Regions from separate parts of the Ovis aries genome. Here region 2 is linked to region 1. Evidence: chromatin contacts called from public Hi-C data. All regions are on one chromosome and are shown on one strand. Each heading gives the region's core, a stretch centred on a gene start, on an enhancer-like site or on the middle of the called end of the contact. The rest is flanking DNA. Distances are from core to core; before and after follow the strand shown.

Evidence for each region. Hi-C and Micro-C count contacts between places; a contact is called where the count stands out from the background.
Region 2: a contact with region 1 is called in a Hi-C map of liver, with 4 times the contacts expected there. The contact joins two enhancer-like sites. A contact is called at or near these places in 3 of 16 Hi-C or Micro-C datasets (liver and tail adipose tissue).

The regions. Positions count from the first base shown.
Region 1 is chr16:35,039,808-35,042,610 of ARS-UI_Ramb_v3.0, forward strand. The region is part of intron 1 of LOC132657916 (a long non-coding RNA gene); the gene reads left to right. Among named protein-coding and RNA genes, the nearest start is that of DAB2, 140 kb to the right of the region's middle. Within about 2 kb of position 1,419, at least 5 of the 54 cell types and tissues checked have an H3K27ac peak or open chromatin away from gene starts, as enhancers often do. A contact at or near this core is called in liver, where this site is marked.
Region 2 is chr16:35,234,117-35,236,919 of ARS-UI_Ramb_v3.0, forward strand. DAB2 (DAB adaptor protein 2) reads left to right here. Exons shown (of 15, transcript XM_060400473.1): 11 at 579-1,211; 12 at 1,978-2,087; 13 at 2,659-2,729. The coding sequence ends at 2,724. Among named protein-coding and RNA genes, the nearest start is that of C9, 19 kb to the right of the region's middle. Within about 2 kb of position 1,440, at least 3 of the 54 cell types and tissues checked have an H3K27ac peak or open chromatin away from gene starts, as enhancers often do. A contact at or near this core is called in liver, where this site is marked.

The DNA of each region.
Region 1 (2,803 bases), core at 169-2,668:
CAAAGCAGGATTGATTCCTGGGTCAGGAAGATTCCCCAGGAGAAAGATACGGCAATCCCTTCCAGTACTGGGAAATCCCATGGACAGGGGGAGCCTGGCAGGCTACAGCCCTTGAGGTCACAAGAGTTGTACATGGCTTGGTGACTAAACAACAACAAAATGGAGCAGATGGAGGCTGGTAGTAGCTGGCCACACCCTTCACCTCTTAGGAATATTGAGTCTGACTCCAGTGTCTATCAGTGCAGTTACTGAGTTTTGTCCTTTCCCTTGAGTCTTAGTTGCCAATCTCGGGTGTCCCACTGATAGAATAAAATGGAAGTAAACGAAGTTCTTTGGAAGAAAGAAAATATAGTGTAAACATAAATATTTAGGACAGCTATTTGGAATCATTTGGGCCATTCTTAAGAGTTTTCATTATTATGTATTACAATAACTTCATTTTCATATAACAGATAAGAACCAAATGTTTATCACAAGTCAGACATAATGATAGACTTTGGCACTGCAGAAAAGAAGACATAGCCCCTGTTCTTTCAGAGTCCTTTACTATTGCGTAATATTTACAACACAGCATCCTGATGCTAGGTAAGCTAAGGCAACTAACAGCAGACGGAGGACATGCTTCTACAGAAGTCGGGGTAGATTTCAAAGAAGAGACATCATCTGATGTGGCTTTTGAAAAATGAAAGCCATCAGTCATTAGGTAGGAAAAAGAAAATAGGGGAAAACATCTCAAAGAGAGATAATAATGGCATGTGCAATGACAAAGACTCAGCACATATGCCTTTGGAGGGTGTGCTAAGTCACTCAGTCGTGTCTGACTTTGTGGCTCTATGGACTGGGGCCTGCTAGGCTCCCCTGCCCATGGGATTTCCCAGGCAAGAATACTGGAGTGAGTTGCCATGTCTTCCTCCAGGGGACCTTCCCCACCCAAGGATCTTCCCCAAACTCGCATCTCCTATGTTTTCTGCAATGGCAGCCAGGTTCTTAACCACTAGCACCACTTGGGAATCCTTTGGGGTGGAGTGACGCCAAAAGATGGGCCTAGCAGAGCCACTTGAATCGAAACTGCAGGTGGCTTTAGATCGTCTGTTAAGGAGTTTCGGGTTTTTCTACATGTGAAATGGGGAATATCAAAGGTTTTAAAGCAAAGGGCCAGCTCAAAGAATGCTGTGTTTATAATAAGTCTCTGACCTCAAAGTAGACTAGGATAAGAAAACAAGGAGTTAGGAAATAGTTGTGATCACCTGGGGGGAATTGGTGAGTGCCTGAACTCCATGTGCAGTGTCAGGAAGAAAGAGAAGAAACAGATAGGAGAAAACTTTCAGAGGAGAATGGAATTGAGAATGACTCAGTGATTTTAAGCTTGGGTGTCTGGGTACATGGAAATAGTCTGCTAAGATAAGGAGGAGTACAGGAAGATCTGGCTGAGGAGGAGATAAGGGTGCAGCTGGGGACATGTGACACTGGAGATGAACTGTGGGAAAGCTAGGAGGTATTTGGGCAGGAGTTCAGGAGAAAAGTCTAGGTTAGATGCGGGAATAATCGGTGAGCAGACGAGGCTTGAGCCTAGGTGAGTGACTGTGAGAATACCCAGTGAAAGTATGTAGAAAGAGAGCAAGATGCTAAGGATAGAACATTTAAAGGGCCACAAGGAGCGAGAAGGGAGATCTGGAAAAGGGGTGAGAAAAAAATCATTAAGAGAAGAAATCAAGACACAGCCTCTCTCAAAAGCCAAGGCCAGGGGAATGTCAAACAAGACAGAAGTAGTTCCAGTGTTAGATGTTAGAGAAAACTATGCAGAATAAAAACCAAAAAGAAATGGTTATGAGATAAAGAAATTGCGAAGTACTTGGGTGATGCTAGCTTTAAGCAGACTGTGTTTTTCTTATGTTTAGATAATTGAAGTGAGTATCTTAAAATAGGTGTTTTAGAGAACTTTTAGATGTCTCTTATTTCAGAAATCTCTGGAAATGCTGATTTTTCCGTTGACCATGAAATGTGCTTATATCCTTACATTTTTTTTTCTTTAGGATAAACAATTTTTTACCAAATAAGCAAAAAAAGGCATTCTTTTTTTGTTTGTTTGTTTTGAAGGGGTAAACTGTATATGAAAATGGCCATTAGTGAAAGGGTTGGAATTGATAACAGCAATTTTTCTCTGTAGGAAAGGAAATAACTTAGATTCAGGAAAAGTAGCTTGCTGACAAGGCAGTCAGTCACATGGCTCCCTGAAGGAAGTTAAGAGACTAGTTTTTTAAGGTCATAGTTCTATGAAAAGTGAAGTTGAGGCTCACTTGAATAAAGTTTTCTTTGGTTATACTGAGTGGACTGTCAAAAAAAAAAAAATCCAGCAGAAACACAAAAGGCTGAGGTAGTAATGCCTCTCTCCATGCTACAAGCTTAGAAATGTCAAGTTAAATTATTTGCTGGAAGAGTAAATATCTTGAAATATGGTAAGAAAATGCATAAGTAGAATTTATTTAACACTCTATTTCCATTCTATGCATGTAAATGCATATTTTCTTGAACAAAACATCAAAAGTAAAACTTGAAAAAATATGGCATTCTCCTTTTGTGAAGCCTTGGATCACAGGCTCACCATATAAATATACATTATGTTTTCTTATATTCATGTAATTCCCTGGTGGCTTAGACGGTAAAGCGTCTGCCTACAATGCGGGAAACCCGGGTTCAATCCCTGGGTTGGGAAGATCTCTTGGAGAAGGAAATGGCAACCCACTCCAGTATTCTTGCCTGGAAAATCCCATGGACGGAGAAGCCTTGTAGGCTACAGTCCATG
Region 2 (2,803 bases), core at 190-2,689, 190 kb after region 1:
AGATTCATATTACTGACAGGCTCTGTTCTAGCTGTTTGAATTACATCAATGTAGGTATGAAAAGGGCTCATTTTCTTTTATGACTTGGTACTTGTGGACTGTATTACCTATCTAATGAGGAAAATTTAAAAACATGTGGTAGAAAAAAAGGACTTCAAAGTGCAACAAACATTTGAATATGTGCTACAGCTAATTCATCTTTGAAAAGAAAGTGAAAGTGTTGCTCAGTCAAGTCTGATACTTTGCCCACCAGGCTCTTCTGTCCCTGGAATTCTCCAGGCAAAAATACTGGGGTGGGTAGCCATTCCCTTCTCCAGGGCATCTTCCTGACCCAGGGATCGAACCTGGGTCTCCTGAATTGCAGGCAGGTTCGTTACCATCTGAGCCACCAGGGAAACCCAATTCATCTTTAGAGTGATTTAATCTAATAAGAACCATGTCAGCCTCAAGGCTTAATAAAGGTTGGCATGTAGATGCTCTCTATCAATGCTCTCCAGAGAGCTGACTTTCTGGCACTCAAGAATCCTCTTCAAGCTGGTCTTCTGATTTAAGTCCTCTGTTCCGCTTCCTCCCTTCAGGTGGTGTGCCAGTTCTCTCTGCTCAGGCAGCGCCATGGAGCCCAGCACCTTTAGTCTTCAGTCAGTCCCCTTCAGTGGTCCCAGGCGCTATGATGGCTGGTCAGCCTTCAGGATTCAGTCAGCCAATCGTCTTTACCACAAGCCCAAGTGTTCCGGGTTGGAACCAGCCTTCCTCTTTCGCGGTCTCAGTTTCCTCTCCACCCCCTGTAGCTTGGGGCACATCAGCATCCATAACACCCAATACATGGTCAGCAAACAGCCCTCTGGGGAACCCTTTTCAGAGCAATGTGTTTCCAGCTCCTGCTGTGTCCGCCCAGCCCCCCTCTATGCTCTCCTCTCTCCTGGTCACTCCTCCTCAACCACCTCCCAGAACTGGCCCTCCAAAGGATGTCCCCAGCGATGCCTTCATTGCCTTGGACCCTCTTGGGGACAGAGAAGTCAAGGAAGTGAAAGAAATGTTTAAGGACTTCCAACTGCGGCAGCCACCTACTGTGCCGGCAAGGAAGGGAGAGCAGAACTCCTCTGGGACCTCGAGCGCCTTCTCCAGTTATTTCAACAGCAAAGTTGGCATTCCTCAGGAGAACGCAGACCATGATGATCTGGACGCTAATCAACTGTTGAGAAAGATCAATGGTAAGCTACCTACTTCTCTGACAACTGCACCCACAAGGATTTCAGTCGTATGAATCCGGAGAGTCTCTCAGAACCCTCTCCAGACCCCTCATAGCTGTACTCTTGCTTTTTTCATCTATCAGGGGCTATGGAGACAACTTAACCATTTAGCTTATGGAGTTAACAGGGTACCTTGGTTAGCTATTTCTAAGGACTGGCCCAGTGCTGCCCTCTTGTGACAATTCTTAAAAGGGCTGCTGAGAGCTATTGAAATTCAATGGGTTGTGGCACCCGGAGGACTGCAGGTAGGTATGTAGGGCTGTAGGCTCATTTTTTTTCATTAATAGATATGCATGGATCATACTACCCATCTAATGAGGGAAGTTAAAAGGCGTGGTAGAAAGAAAGAGCTTTGAAATGCAACCAGTATTTGAATGCTAGCTGTACTTTTATTAGTTAGTTAATCTATCAGGTAATTGAATCTCTAGAAGTCTTTATTTCTGTGTTGGCCTCAAGGCTTAATGAAGTTTTGCCATGTAGGTGTTTTTAAGTGAGGGAATTCTGAATCTCTTCCACTTCAAGTGAATATGCCTGGCTTCCTCTTCCAAGAAGGGATGAATTTTGCTTGTAATCATCCCTGGAAGTCCTGGTATTTGGTGTGATAATTTTTGTTTGGTCAATGTCAGTTTCAAAAATATGAAACTTAATTTCTAAGATAAGCCTGACTGGAGGACTTGGGCTTGCATTGGAGGAAAGCTTGTTTACCGACTACTTTTTCACCTTCTAGATCTACCAAAGCCAGCTCCCCGACACAGTGCCCCGCCAGTTACCAAATCTGCTGACAATGCATTTGAGAACCCCTTCTCTAAAGATTCTTTCCGCTCATCACCAGCCTCTGTAAGTACCAACTATTAGAAGCTGATATTCCAAAGTACACGCCACATAGAGTTATCACCTCCTGAATTAACCTTGCTTGTATCTTTGACAGTAAAGGACATTTGAATAAGATTTATCACTAAGAACCACTGCAGTGTAAACCTCAACTCAAACTGGGGAAAGATTATTTTTACAGGAACTACTCTCTTGAATTTGAGAAGCAATATCATATAGAAAAGTCCTTTGTCTCTCACTTAATCTAGCCTGGGAAAGCCCTTTGGAAGAAAATTGAGCCAAAACACTATGCTTAAAAACCTTTCAAACGTTTAATTTCCTAACACAAAATTACTTAGCTCATAAAAACAATATTTTGCATTTTGGGGGAGCAAACATAATTCTGAATCTTGCTTTTGATGTAAATATTAAATATATATCAATCACAAGCAGGAAAACACAAATCATTGTAAACCCATACAATATCTGATTAGTCTGTGACCTAAGCGATTTTTAAACGAATCTGAGAAGTCTTAATTATAGGTATTTTCTTATCATTGTAATTATAGTTATTGACTAGGTGGTTTTGTTTCCATAGATGGCTTCTCTTCAACCCACATCATCCGATATATATAGAGATCCATTTGGAAATCCTTTTGCCTAACTTCTGTAAGTAGAAGATCCTGCTAAGCTTAGGCTTCGTAAGAAAGGGTGGCACAGAGAATAAGGGTGAAATTTGAAGT